Linked DNA regions of Mus musculus: region 1 is linked to region 2. Evidence: chromatin contacts called from public Hi-C data. All regions are on one chromosome and are shown on one strand. The core of a region is the stretch at or near the end of the contact, and the rest is flanking DNA. Distances in the headings are between cores, read along the strand shown. Region 1 has its middle 27 kb from the start of Gm23795. Region 2 has its middle 93 kb from the start of Gm34549.

Region 1 (7,132 bases), core at 2,263-4,762, 400 kb after region 2:
TTAGAAAAAGTGACCTCTCTTTAATATTTAAAAAACAAGCAGGGTGTGGGGTGTGTGGAGAGATGGCTCAGCGATAACGACTAGGCTCACAATGAAAAATAAAAATGAGCTGAGAGGCTAGCTCTCAAGGAAGCACTCAACTAGTTCTGGATTCATCCCACAGTACCACCATGAGATAAACTTAAACCTGACTTTATTTATTGTTCACGGACAGAACTGAGTGCTTGCTGAATGTTTTGTTTTGTCTGTGTTCCTGATAGGAGCGATGCCAAGTGTTCTGTCAACAAATCCTTTAGGAAATTCTGTGTATTAAGTGAACTTTATGAATTTTAATCCAATGTTCAAGAGATAAAATGTGAGTTATCAGACCCTCCCGCATACAGGCTGCCATTAAAAGCAAATTAGCCTGGATCTCTGTGGCAGAGCATTGCTAGGCATGAATCAGATAGCACCTTCCATTCCCCACACCAAATAGACACAAATCAAATGACAACCTAAACACATTCATGTGTGTGTGTGTGTGTGTGTGTGTGTGTGTGTGTGTGTGTGTGTGTTTAAAGAACAGAGAGTGCACAGATCATTCCAAAGAGCAGAGAGGTCTCTTTAAATCCCGGTCCTGGGATGTCTGTCTGTGCCTGTCCTGGTAGACTTGATATCCTTTCCTTGCAAGGCTGAACTAGGCAGCTTGGTGTCAGAGTTGATAACTCTAGCAGGCAGAGCCTCTTTGTGCTGTAGGCCACTTCACAGAGGGAAAAGAATCGGGGAGGCTTCTTAATTCCTGTCTCTCCTGCTTCTGTCTTCTTATTGGTTTGAAAGGTTGCTCTTGTTTCAGCAAGAAAAATGTGTCTGAAGAGGTTCTGCTTCAAGAAGCTTAAAAGCCCAAAATGCACGGACTCTTGGTTAATAAATAAAGTAGGGCGTTCCCCTGGCAGCTGGGACATCAGACACAGAAGGCGAGCAGCTTCTTTGACCACGTGTGAGCAACTGTGACAAGTAGATAAGGCAGAAGATGGCTTCCAGTCAATTGTCTTTAGAATCCACACTAATAGTGCAGCAACTTGTGTCAGAGATTCAAATCATATTTGTATGAACTTGTGATAATCAAAAGATTTAGCTGCCATTGCTTGGCGTTTTATGATGTGCTAGGCAGTATGGGAGGCACTTAAATGATATTCTAGAATCTGCCCATAATATCTGCCCACAATGTACCCACTCTAACTAGAGAGCGTTATGATAAATAAATAATAATATTGATGAATGACAAATGCATCGTCATTAAGGAATTGGAAAAGAAAGTAGCATTCTGAGACAAATAATGTTTATGCTGGCTGGCGCTAAGGGCTCAAAAGAATTGTTATAAAGAAAAACCAAAAACCAACCAAAAAAAGAACACCTGCAAAATCAGAGAGGAACGATGGAGAAACTGCTTGAGGGCAAATGAGTGTGTGGTGTTTCTGGCTGCCAATTTACCCAACTGTTGGTTGTGCCAGTAGAAGTGATTCAGGCAGGTACGGGACATGAGCAGTTCATCCTGAAAACTGTTCTCTGTCTCATTTGATATTTAATGTGACAGCCACCATGAAAGCAAGTGAAAGTGAGCAGGTCATGGAACGAAGGCTGGCGGTATTGTTTATAGAATGACCATGTGGGGTGCATGCGCATGTGTCTGGGTGTCTGTGTGTCTGTGTATGTGTGAGTGTGTGTGTGTTTGAGAGTGTGTGTGTGTGTGTGTGTGTGTGTGTGTGTGTGTGCATATGTGTAAGTGTTGGATTGCATAGCATATGAGAGACAGGAACGATGGCTATTGCCTTTGGAGTTCTGAAGTTTGAGAGACTGGAGTGACATTATCTTTTCAGCTACTCAGGCCTAAGCCAGACCCAGAAATTCCTGTAACATTTAAAAAATATTTTTAAACACTTAGGACCACACACAAAATAACGATGTCCTTGAGCAGATCCTCCAGAGTGTGTTTGGTTCCAAATGTTTTAGTTCTGGCAATGCAACCCTGTACCTTTAAATCATAACGGTACAGCCTAAGCCAGTAGATGGCAGTAAGATACCGCAGATTTTGGCAGAAGCTTCTGGGCTTTCACTGCTAAAAAATGCTAGATTTTTTTTCCTTGTAATTATTATTTGAAGGTGGGTCCTAATCTATTGTTCAGAGAGAAATTGCTGAATTGAAAAACAGGAAATAATTCTTCCTAATTAAATAGACAAAGTGATTATCAAAGACTTTTATTTTGTCCCAATTCTAAAAATTTGCAGTAGGGTGTACAGTGTATGTGTGTGTATGTGTGTGTGTGTGTGTACCAGTGTGTGTGTGTGTGTGTATGCCTATGTGTGTGCCTTTGTGTGTGTGTGTTTGTGTGTGTGTGTGTGTGTGTGTATGTATAAGCAAATGAAGGGTCTGGTGTGTTTTTAAATAATTCCAAATTTGAATGAATGTTAATTTGTGTAAAACTTAAAAAGTATATTATTGAATTGAGCAGGAAATACTTCTATGAAAGCATTGGTTGAAAAATGCTTTCTTCCTTATGCCATCCAGGATTTGCCCGTAGATGTTGTGAATTCAAACCAAAGTCCACACTCTCTGTAAATGTGCTGAGTCGAACCTGCTTCTTTATTGTCTTTCTTTTTCCTTCTTCCTTTCTTCCATTTTTTTTTTTCACTTAGATTCCTTTAGGAGTGACATCTCACACTGGGAGATGTCAGTGAGTCCAGTTGCCCCTCCTTCGGGTCCCTGAGCTTGGCCAGAGAGAGAGACCTGCAGTTTTAGCAATGCAAAACTTAAATAAATGTTCTTTAGAGACCTGTATATGTCAAAACACGTGGAAAATACAGCCTGTTAATATTGAATTTGGGAACAGGAGAAGAATAGTGTGGGCTGCTGTCCTCTCTTTTTGCTGTTCAAAAGCATCCTAAGACAGTCGTGCCATTGGGAGTCAGAACAATGGGCAAGGACAGCACCCCTCACCTCTCTCCCCTAAGCCTCTGGCAGGGGTGTGACTCCAGCTTCTAGCATGCACATTTAGGCCCCTCTCTACCTAAAAGTTGCATGCAGAGAGCAAGCGAGCAGTTAAGTCAAAAGAACTCAACCAGGCTCCCTTTACCTCTTTTCTAGTCTAAGCTCTGAAATGTGCCTAGGCTTCCAGGGAGACAAATTGTTTAATTTGCTAACATTTTGGAGCTCTTTAGAATTGTGAAAGAGCGAATTTCAAAGTATGGAGAGACCTCTGACAGAGTCCTAGTCAGATAGAGACTCTCTCTCTCTCTCTCTCTCTCTCTCTCTCTCTCTCTCTCTAAGGGAAGCTAGAAGCTGTGTGGTGTCTTGGAATACTCTGCACTTTCTGAGTCTCATTTGCTGTCTATGTCTTAGCCTTCCTTCTGACAAAAGTTAAAAAAAAAAAAAAAGTTAGCAAATATCTCCCTGAAAATCCCTGCTATGACTCTTAACAAAAGACTTGGTGCAAAGTGAAAGTAACACACTGGTGCTCAGGATCCTTCAAGCACTTGGGATTTTGGCTAGCCAAATAATCACGGCTAATCCCTGTTCATGCGGTTTCCCTAGGAAGCCTTTTACTTACTCTCTGTTAGCAAAGAATGATGTTTTCTACGCATCCATGGGTTCCCACTGCACGTAAATATAAAATGACACTGCACATTTCTCACTGCTGTGTATGCAGTTTAAGCAAAACAAAACAAAAATCAAGAGTTGAAGTTCTTTCCTGACAAACTTTAAGTTTTATAGAATGTAAATTTCTACCAGTTTGAATAATGCTTTTACTTGCTTCCTATTTTTAATTAGTTATTACCTGATGAGAATAGGCTACAATAATAGAGAGAGAACATATGAAAAATAAGCAATTACATAAAATATCTAAAAAATAATGATTTAAAAAATGGAGACGGTTCCAGAAGACATTCTCAGTGAGACCTTGGGCCAGTAGCACCCAGATGTCTGGACCTATCCAGTTAAAATCCTTCAAAGTTGCTCACATTTTTTGACACATGTTGCTGTGAAAGATTAGTGAGCTTTCAATTTTGTTTTGTTTTGTTTTGTGAGTGTGGGTGCTTACAAAATAAAGTCTGAAGGGAGTGTTACGCAGATGCATTTTAGACTGTGCAACCCGATCGGTTTGAACTCTGAACGATCATATTATTTATTTATTTGTTTGTCTTTCCTTCTCAAAGACAGTTAATTACTGAAGCACCGAGAGAGAACATTTTGTATTCCTGCTTTGCGAATGTGCCTCGAAAACCTGAGACTAATGAGACCAAGTTCTCACCCCAGCTGTGAACTTGCTGACTTTCCTGCTTGGAAACCCGAGCAGAGCTTCTGAACATTGGTGAGTTATTTAAAATAATGATTGCTTTTTGTTATTGTTTCTGTTCTATGAAGAGTCAGGTTTTTTTTTTTTTCCCCTAACACAACAAAGACAATGCCTTGGATCTGTGTAGAAGTAAAGGTGCAATAGGCCTGGTGAACATCTATGGCTTGTATATTTATTTAAAGGCTTGCTGTAATGCATATTATTAAGGATGACAATCATGAACTTGCTTGCATTGTTTATTTTGTAAATACCCATAATGGAGCTCTCAGAAACGGAGATCAGCTGCCCCCTTGGCCATGATGGCCGACTGCTGGGAAGTGACTGCCCAGGGGCCCTTTATGACTTGGGTTCCTGACCTAGGCCTTTCACAATTTATGCTCTTAGAATATTTTTAAGTCCACGTATAAAAATTCCCCGTGCAAACATCTGAAATGAACTATGAGTCTACTACGCAAAAGTCCTATGGTAGATTACATTTGGATGTCTGTAATGGACTAGCACAGCAGCTGTGCTCGGGGAACTAGAAAGATGTCAGATATGGTGTTTGTGGCCATCACGTGCAGAAAGGACCCCAGGATTTCTGAGCTGCAGACGATCTACTTCAGACTGGAGGCTGGTAATTTAATTAATGTGTGCCTCTGACGCTGAGGCCAAGAAATGGAACGGGCAAACCCACCTCCCCGCATGAGACCCGAGGCGGCTCTCCCACTTTATTTGAATCCTTTGAATTTTAATTTCCCATTTTTACACTAACTCGTAGAAACTTCACCTGGACCTTCTGGCAGCATTTTGACCTTTCCTGGCTCTATCTCAGTATTTGAATCATTTGGGCTTTGGATTATGAACACAAGACACAGAATGAAGACAGGCTCTGAGGGGCAAGTCTATCTGGATTTGACCTGGGTAGCTGAGTCCTCTTCCCACTCGTTTCTCCACCGCTTGAGAGGCTGAGGCTGAAAATCCCAGGAATGAAGATTCTAAGAAACACCTTCTGCAAAAGAAAAAAAAAATGTTTGTTTCTGTAATTTTATAAACCCTTGATTTAACAGAACTTAAAAGGCACCTCACATGGTCCAGAGGCTCTGAATATCACATCTGCTTTTAATATTCTTGGGTGTCTTGGGCTTTTTTGGAGTCGGTTTGATGCTGTCTTTTGTTGGAGGACAACTGCTGTATTCTGTGATGCAGGGAGTTGCCAGTTCAAAGGATACAGCCTTACTTAGGCAATTTCTTTTCCCTTGCCCTCCCCCACTTTCTCAGTGTTTCCTTTTGTTTTTGGAGTTGGGGGCTTTAAAACAGTCACAAGAGGCTCTCAGTATATTTTCTTTGAAGAACAGCTCTTTATAACAATGATAGCAAAATTTGTAGTCCGGTTTGAAGTTGAATGGGCAGGGGAAAAAAAAATACTGTTAAGACCACCACCGTTTGTCCTGAGCCAGGTAAATGAATGCCTGAGACTCAGTACTGGAGGGACAGGTATAATGACTGTGAAGCAAATTTCAAGTGTCTTTCGCTAATTTTCATCTGGACTTCTTATGTTCAGGAGTAATTCAACACTCCTAGGTGAACTTCCCTACCACGGCTGATTATGTTAAATATCTTCCCTCCCAAACTCAGTGTGGGCAGTGCTTTAAAAGGAGCCTAGATTCTGAACATTTAAAAAGGCTCTTACTCATTCAAATTGAATGTTAGATTAAAGAGTGGGACATCCGTGGACGCGAGAGGAAAGCTGGCCTTCTGCGTTTGTCTCAGACAATGATTTCGGCTAGATGACTGTGTTTTGTGGAGAAAAGGATTCGATGGGATATTGACAGTCTCCTATCAATAGTTGAGCCCTAGAGGCCTGGCTGTTTGGGCCCACACTGATTGACTGTGCCTTAATAGACATGTAATTGTTGACAAATACTTTCCGATAGACTGTGGCAATACCCAGCCAGACAAAGGAGGCTTCCGGGTAATAAGAACCAGCACAGAGCCATTTGTTACAGGCAAAGCCTTGCCGAAGAAACGACGTATGCTAAGAAAGAAGCTCTGGAGAGAAAGAAGCAAGCTTGACAACCCTCTACCCACGCAGCCAAACCTGGGTGACACTGGTGAAGCCGCAACAGTAGTAAGAAGAATTCCTGTTGTGTTTATGGGTTTTCTGTTGTGTACAGCTTGGTTTCAAAGTCTTAGCTTTGCCTATGTTAAGCAATTATGCATCTGTATATCATATATGTGTATGTGATGCACATATATTGTACACACATCCCACACATGTACATATAGGCAGAGTATGCATATGATTTGATATCTAGAATCAAATTTCTTTAGCTTGTGTATGGCATTCTAAAAATCTATCCACAGTAGTTCTAGGAATACAATAGGCTATTCAGGCAATTTCAAAGAGCCTCGGGCATTAATAAGAATACTGGACAAAACTGAATTTGGATGTAAGCCCCAATTACTACTAAATATCAGAGGAGCCTGGAGCTGTCCTTACAAAACCTGTACCTAAGAACATTTTGGAATGTCGAACATATTCTTGTGCTGTCTGAGCAAGGCTAGCATTTGAGATCTATGCCTGGCTGAGATGCTTCTCCTGAAAGTTGGTCTCACAAGATGCGCTCCCTGGGTCCCCTCAGTTTCCTTTATCTCCTACTGTGGGGGCTGTACTCTCAACTACAGGAGGCCAGTATTGCTTTTAGCTCCCAACAGGGGCATGCCCACAGTGGGACAATGTGATATTATTTTGATCGGCAAGCTAGTGTAAGCTAATATGCTACAGTCAAAGGCAAAGAGAGTTCAAGTGCAACCCCAGC
Region 2 (6,574 bases), core at 1,011-3,510:
TTTGTTTTGTTTTGTTTTTTTAACAAAAAGGAACATTCTTACGACACATTATTTAGCAAAGTAAATGTGATTCCACACCACCCCTTCACGTCAGTGGGAGTAGGGGCACATTTGTCAAAAACCTTTCGCCTGTACTTCTCTACCCATATTGTAGCTATGGCGATGCTGTCTCCCTGCAGTGGTCGGGTGAGGGCTGAAGGAACACCTGGTGCCTGGCACAAGCTAACTCTCCAGCAGCTGCCCACTCGACATGGTCTCTGTGGCATCTTGCACTGGTTTTGTTGAAAAATTCAGGGTTGTTTAAAATAAAGGCTATAGACCCCTTCTGATAGTCTTTCATTCACCCCTAATTTGAAGCGGTGTAACCGATAACCGACAGATGCTTAATCAAAGTCAAGGCTTGAAGGGGCTGGGAAGGTACCTCAGTGAAGACTCTCTTTCACCCCTGGGAGCACCACGGCCCAAGGGCGAAGATAGCAAGGTGCACACAGTGACACAGCTCTGATCTTTATCAAGGGCTCCCAGCTCTCTGCGGAAAGGGGCACGAGCTGCCCAGGGCTTGCCAGGGATTGATTGGCTGCCCTCATGGAATCCTCTCAATAATAATGGGTGTCTGCTGTTTCTTAGGAAGAGAAAGCTTGGCCTTAGACAGGTTGATACAAGCTCTTTAGGCGGTTTGGGTCCTAGAGCCAGTGAAACTTCACAGAGTCATCTACACGCACACACGTTCCCTCACCATCCATCGAGAGACCATCCATTGACTGACTGTTCACAAATCCTATTGATGTGTTTTCCTTCTTGCACTGGGATAAACCAATACTTCGTGACCTGCACATCAGAGAAGGCAACTGACTCACAGTCACCAGGGCAGGCCATACAAACCCTGGAGTCTGGGAGAGTCACTTTCCTCGTCAATGAGCCAAATGAAAGGCAGCATCCTTTCCTAGCTTAGAGCTTTCTCTTCCCCATTTATAAGTTCTTGGAGTTGCATCTGTGCATCCCCAATGTTTCTGGAGTGGATCTCCCTGCTGGTAAGGGTGGGATTTGAGTTTGTGTATAATTCCATTCAAACCATCTCCACTGGCTCCTTGTACTCTCCTAAACAAGACTCCCTATCTTCATCACGTCTGGCTGGTTTAGCTCAGCTTGCCACACTGCACAGGAGACGTTAGATTTCTGGCATACATCTCCAGACATTTTATGGACCAATAATTCCCAAGGTGTACATGAGCTCTCACAGCCCGGTAATTACCGTTGCCCTCTTCCCTGGACCTGTCTCCATAAAGAGCCGCCTCTCTGCGCATCTCTGGCATCTCCTCCTCTCTAAGGCTGGACTTGGAACTACCAAGCTCCTAATTATCCATCCTGCTCAGGGAATCTCTGTGTGGGGTTCTCAGGCCAGCCTTTGATGGAGGGTTTGGTGGTGGTGGTGGTGGTGGGGTGGTGGGGTGGGGAAGTCTAGTCATTGACCTTGATTAAAGAGCTTCGATGGATCAAGTAAAACGGGCATCTTATTTCGTTCACAGCAAACTAATCTCGTGGACCAAACTTAAAGGTGAATTGTGGGAAATAAGTAAATTTGACCAAAATTTACTGTAATTTCTGTCTCAAATCACTGTTGTTTGATCAAGTAAGGACTCATTCAATGATTCGATGGCGCTTTCTTCTTTTCTTTTGTACCTCAACCAAATCCGAGCAATTATTCTGGAGCTCAAAACCACATTAAATCCATTTACTGCCTCCCTCAGCTGGTCAACCCCCCCCCCCCCACGAGGACCCGCCCTCTCCACAAGCATAAGCATTGGTTTCCTGCCCTGCTCAGCTCACACCTTAGCCAGGAGAAAACGATCCTTGGTACTTAACCAGGAAAGGGGAAGTGCTGTTAGACACTAGCCCACTATGTGCTTTGCAAACTACCACAAAACGTGTGATTCTTTTCTTTAATTAAACTCACACCTCCCTTGGGGGGAAAAAGGAAAGACAGGGAAGAGGCCATGCTTCGAGTGATAATTGTCTTTTCTTTGATTTTCAAAAGTGAGAGAAATAATAGGAAGTCAGAGACTCACCTAGTCGATAAACTAGCCTATTGTTAATTACCCTCGGAACACATACATGTATTGATCTGAAAATCTTCTAGGTGGAGTGATTGACAGCAGCGAATCCCCATACTTCAGTCCCAAGGGACAAGGGACTTGGTTTGCGGGTAGCCTGGAGCTAACAAGTCGGGCTCCTGAAGAAGTAGCAGGCTCCTACCAGTAGGTGGCAGCAGAGTTCCACGGATGGAAACAACTGCTCAGCCCAGTCCTGAATTTGTCCCCAAACCTAGGAAAGATCGCAGAGTTCCTGACTTTAAAATCCACTTCCCAAGGCGCACAAGAGGTCTTCGAAAAAACCCAGAGGATTGTTTTCTGCCGTACTGTACATTCCATTCCATTTTGCTCTTTTTTTTTTCTCATTTGGCTAGGAACTGGTAACGCCACTTTCAGGTTTATTCTTCACACGCCCCTCCATTCCTCGTCTTGCTTTCTTTTTGTTTCATTTACAGTTTCTCTTGTAGCTGTCATATCTACATTAGAGGGTAAAGTATAGCTAAGTGGGTTTTTTATTTTTATTTTTAAAAAATTTGCAACTGTTCTTTTGTGGGCTGTGATTATGACAGGAAAGAAAGTCTCAGACATGGTCTGAACAATTTGTCTGCTTAATTTGGAAGTCATTCAGGTATTGTATTGTATTGGTTTGGTTTGGTTTGATCATTAAAAACGCATCCTCATATAGATACTGCACAATAGACATAATACAGAGTATGAATATAAGAATATGTAGAATGATAGATATAGAGAATGATAGAATATATAAGTGGTATAGAATGAAGTCAGGTGTGAGGCTTGCTGGTGCTTCTCAGCTCATGGAAGATTTATCAATATCAAACTGTTGAGAGACATCATTCATTCATTCATTCATTCATGAATTTATTAATTTCCCCTTCATTTTATTATCTCCATTTTCCCTCGCCTTGCCTCCCCCCACCTTTAACTTTACAAAAACAGGGTTTACCTTTCACTAGACCGTTCTGTTTAGCAGCAGGCTCTACTCTAAAATATGCATTTTTGTGGGCTTTCTATTTTTCAAAAATGTATTAGGTTGTTCTGTCCTTTCTTCTCCTATGAACTACTGTGCTTTAGAGATTATGTTGCTGTGTATATACCTTCAACCCTCCTGCTTCTGACTCCTGCGGAGAGGTCTACCTGGACTAGAATGCTATTCACTGCCCCCTAGGGGTGGATCCCTGAACTGCCCAGGACTCTTCAGATATCCTTTTGTGATGACCATCTTAGGTTTGTCTCTTTATAAACTGGTGTGGGAATCTCTGGGAACGTACATATTTTTAATCTGACAGCTTTACCAAATGGGTCCGCTCTTTTTGTTCCCACCACCACCACATCTCCATGGCACGGAGTCAGTACTGTCTGGAGAACAGCCGCATTCCCCGTTTATTGAGATCGTTCTTCCATCATTTCATTCCGTTCATTAGACTCCAACAACACCCATTATACTTTATACGGTGAAACGTTTCCTCTTCCATGATTTCTAAATGTTTTATATAGTCTTAAAGCTATTGTGATTTTTTTCTTAAGTTATCTTTCCTTGCTGTTTGTTGCTTGTGTGGAAACCATTATTATTTCTCTGTTAGTGACTTTGTATCTAGGGAGCTTTTTTGGGTGATGCTTTTGGTTGTAATTGCGTATCTTTCGAAGTCTGTCGATTTTATTGGTAAGGAACACACTCTCTGCAAACAATGTTCTTTATCTCAACACTTCTTATTTATGTATCAATTCTTAAAACATGAGCCATTTAAAACAACATTAGAAAATAAGAGTAACCCTTGTCCTATATCCAGTTAGAGGAGACATCTAATTTTCTCATTAATTTCGATGTTTATCTAAGCTTTTGGTGGGTAAACATTGCCGAGTTAAGGATGATACCTTCCTTTCTGCTCCAAATGTGCTAAGATGCTCATGTGTATATTGAGACGATCCTGTGATTTTTTTTTCCCTTGTAGCTTACTAGTGTGGTACATTGTATCCATGCGTTCTCCATATATGGACACATTTTTTTTTTTACATGTCTTGAAGAGATGCCATTTTGGTGATAGAAAAGCTGAAAAATTTCAGAAGAAGTTCCTAGAATTAACTTTTCTCACATATATTTTGTAAATTACACACACACACACACACACACACACACACACACATACACATACACATACACATACACATACACATACACATACACATACATATACATATACAACATTTTTCTGTGTTAAGCCCTGGACTAGGTACTGGGGCTATGTTTTTTTGTTCTATGGATAGTGGATCTTTTCAGCACAAACTCTGGCCAACAGTGGTTTTCCCTTGCAGTCAAATGCTCTGCATGGCAGTGTCAGTAAATGAGATTCAGGGATACAAGACCTCTGTAAACTTTGATCTCTGTTTTCAGCAGTCAGTTCTCAGGCCGTCTCCTGGATGCTGCTAGATACACGTGAGGTAGGAGCTCCATAAACCACTGTACAGATGAATTGGGCTCCCATCAAACTGTGTAACTGTGTAACATGCATCTCTGTGTGGTTCATTATGGAGATTTAGAAAATGCTGTCATTACTTGGGTATTGCTCACATATTTTGGCCACATAGGCAGAGTTATAAACCAATTAGAACAATATGTATGGCAAAATAAATATTTCAAAACTCTGCCTGGCCTTTATTGAAATAATGACAATATATTTCTTCTTATGACTTTTTTTTCCTGGGAAAAAAGACCCTAAATTTAATACAGTTACATATGAGAAGGAGGAAAAGACACACTCTGAAGAAGAACTCAACCAGGTGTGCAAGGAAGACGTTGCAGACGCGAATTTTACAAGAATTGGGTACAGTCAGAATATTGGATTTCGCCTACAGCCGAGGTGGGTTTTAACCTGCGAATAAGTCTGGGAGGAAACAACAACTTTGGATACCTGAGATGAAGTAATTGGATTTTGCGATTTCTCCTCTCACTTAATTGGATGTGCAAATGATCTGTCTACACAATGAACTTGTGCCCGTGGCTCTTATCTCCTGCATTCGCATGGCAGAGGGAGACGTATGCATGTGCATGAATTTGCACCAAATCACGTGAGATTTCCTTTCCTGCGGTGAGCTCTCAGGAGCCCTCAGAACACACACACACACACACACACACACATACACACACACACACACATCTTAATTGGACTGGTTATTACAACATTCTTATGTCCTTTCCTGGTACTTTTATTTGACCCAACATAAAAGCAGGGGACAGAGATAAGGTGGTGCCTATTAAACAGATGGTGTCCCGGGAGCATTAGCTGTGCACTGATGCAGGGGTTGTGGTCAGCAGAGGCATCGTTATTATGTATAACTATAATATTTGCCTGTGTGTTTCTAACACCTAGCCTTTCAGATGTTGTTGATTTCCTTTCAGCCCCTCCCCCCCACACTACACAGTGAGGCTGTTAAGTAGAAGCTGGACTCTGATCCTTTGGGAAAAAATCTCTCTGTGTCCCAGAATCCTTTTTAGAGATTTGCACATCAATGAATATCACTCCAGACTTCCATATGAGCTTAGCTACACTGCTGGAGAAATCTGAGCTAATGGTCTATGCTCACTCTTTACCGCATTAAATGACAGCCGTGTTGAGAAGGTCTAACCACGTCCGCAATGGTTCTGGAAGCCCACGGGGATATTTTCAGAGAGGGAGATGATTTCTATATGAGGCCTAGAAGAGGATCTAGTCCTAGCCTAGAGAAAAAGGGATAAGGAGGCTGCAGGCTGGGGGTGGGGAGATGTGGAGCGAGAGTTAAGTATGTTGGTTCAGGAGGCATGCTGGGAAAGAGAACATGGAGGAAGGATGAGAAGCAGAGGAGCATGGGAAAGAGGCCAGACACGTGATGTCTTCATTTTTAAGGGGCATCCTTTTTGCCACTGCTGCAAGCCCGGAATTCCGTGTCACTGTTTGCCCGTGAGCTCTGTTGATCTGTGGAGCTGTCTTTACAGATTAATGGAAGATCAGACTCTCCAGAAATGATTGCACCTAAATCCAGGGCATGTTTTCATGTATTAGGGTAGATTCTTCCCTCTTGTTATCCCTTCTGCTTCGGAACTTTATCACGATGGGAATTTTTTAATTAGATATTTTCTTTATTTACATTTCAAAGGTTATCCCCTTTTCCTAGTTTCCCCTCCGAAAATCCCCTATTCCCTTCCCCTTCCCCCTGCTCCCTAACCCACCCACTCCCATTCCTGGTCCTGGCCTTCCCCTACACTGGGGCATAGAGCCTTTATAGGACCTAGGGCCTCTCCTCCCATTGATGACCGACTAGGCCATCCTCTGCTACATATGCAGCTAAAGTCACAAGTTCCACCATGTGTTTGATTGGTAGTTTAGATCCAAGGAGCTCTGGGGGTGTACTGGTTAGTTCATATTGATGTTCCTCCTATGGGGCTTCAGACCTCTTCAGTTCCTTGGGTACTTTCTCTAGCTCCTTCATTG

The links. A called contact is a pair of places that touch in the nucleus more often than the background predicts.
Region 1: a contact with region 2 is called in a Hi-C map of uterus, with 4 times the contacts expected there. The contact joins two enhancer-like sites. A contact is called at or near these places in 16 of 484 Hi-C or Micro-C datasets (adipose-derived mesenchymal stem cells, cerebral cortex, cortical neurons and 8 more) and 2 of 115 datasets of contacts at active chromatin or transcription factors (astrocytes and forebrain).

What each region holds. Positions count from the first base shown.
Region 1 is chr7:68,975,254-68,982,385 of GRCm38.p6, forward strand. No RefSeq gene overlaps it. Among named protein-coding and RNA genes, the nearest start is that of Gm23795, 27 kb to the left of the region's middle. Within about 2 kb of position 3,513, at least 18 of the 459 cell types and tissues checked have an H3K27ac peak or open chromatin away from gene starts, as enhancers often do. A contact at or near this core is called in uterus, where this site is marked.
Region 2 is chr7:68,577,576-68,584,149 of GRCm38.p6, forward strand. No RefSeq gene overlaps it. Among named protein-coding and RNA genes, the nearest start is that of Gm34549, 93 kb to the left of the region's middle. Within about 2 kb of position 2,261, at least 5 of the 459 cell types and tissues checked have an H3K27ac peak or open chromatin away from gene starts, as enhancers often do. A contact at or near this core is called in uterus, where this site is marked.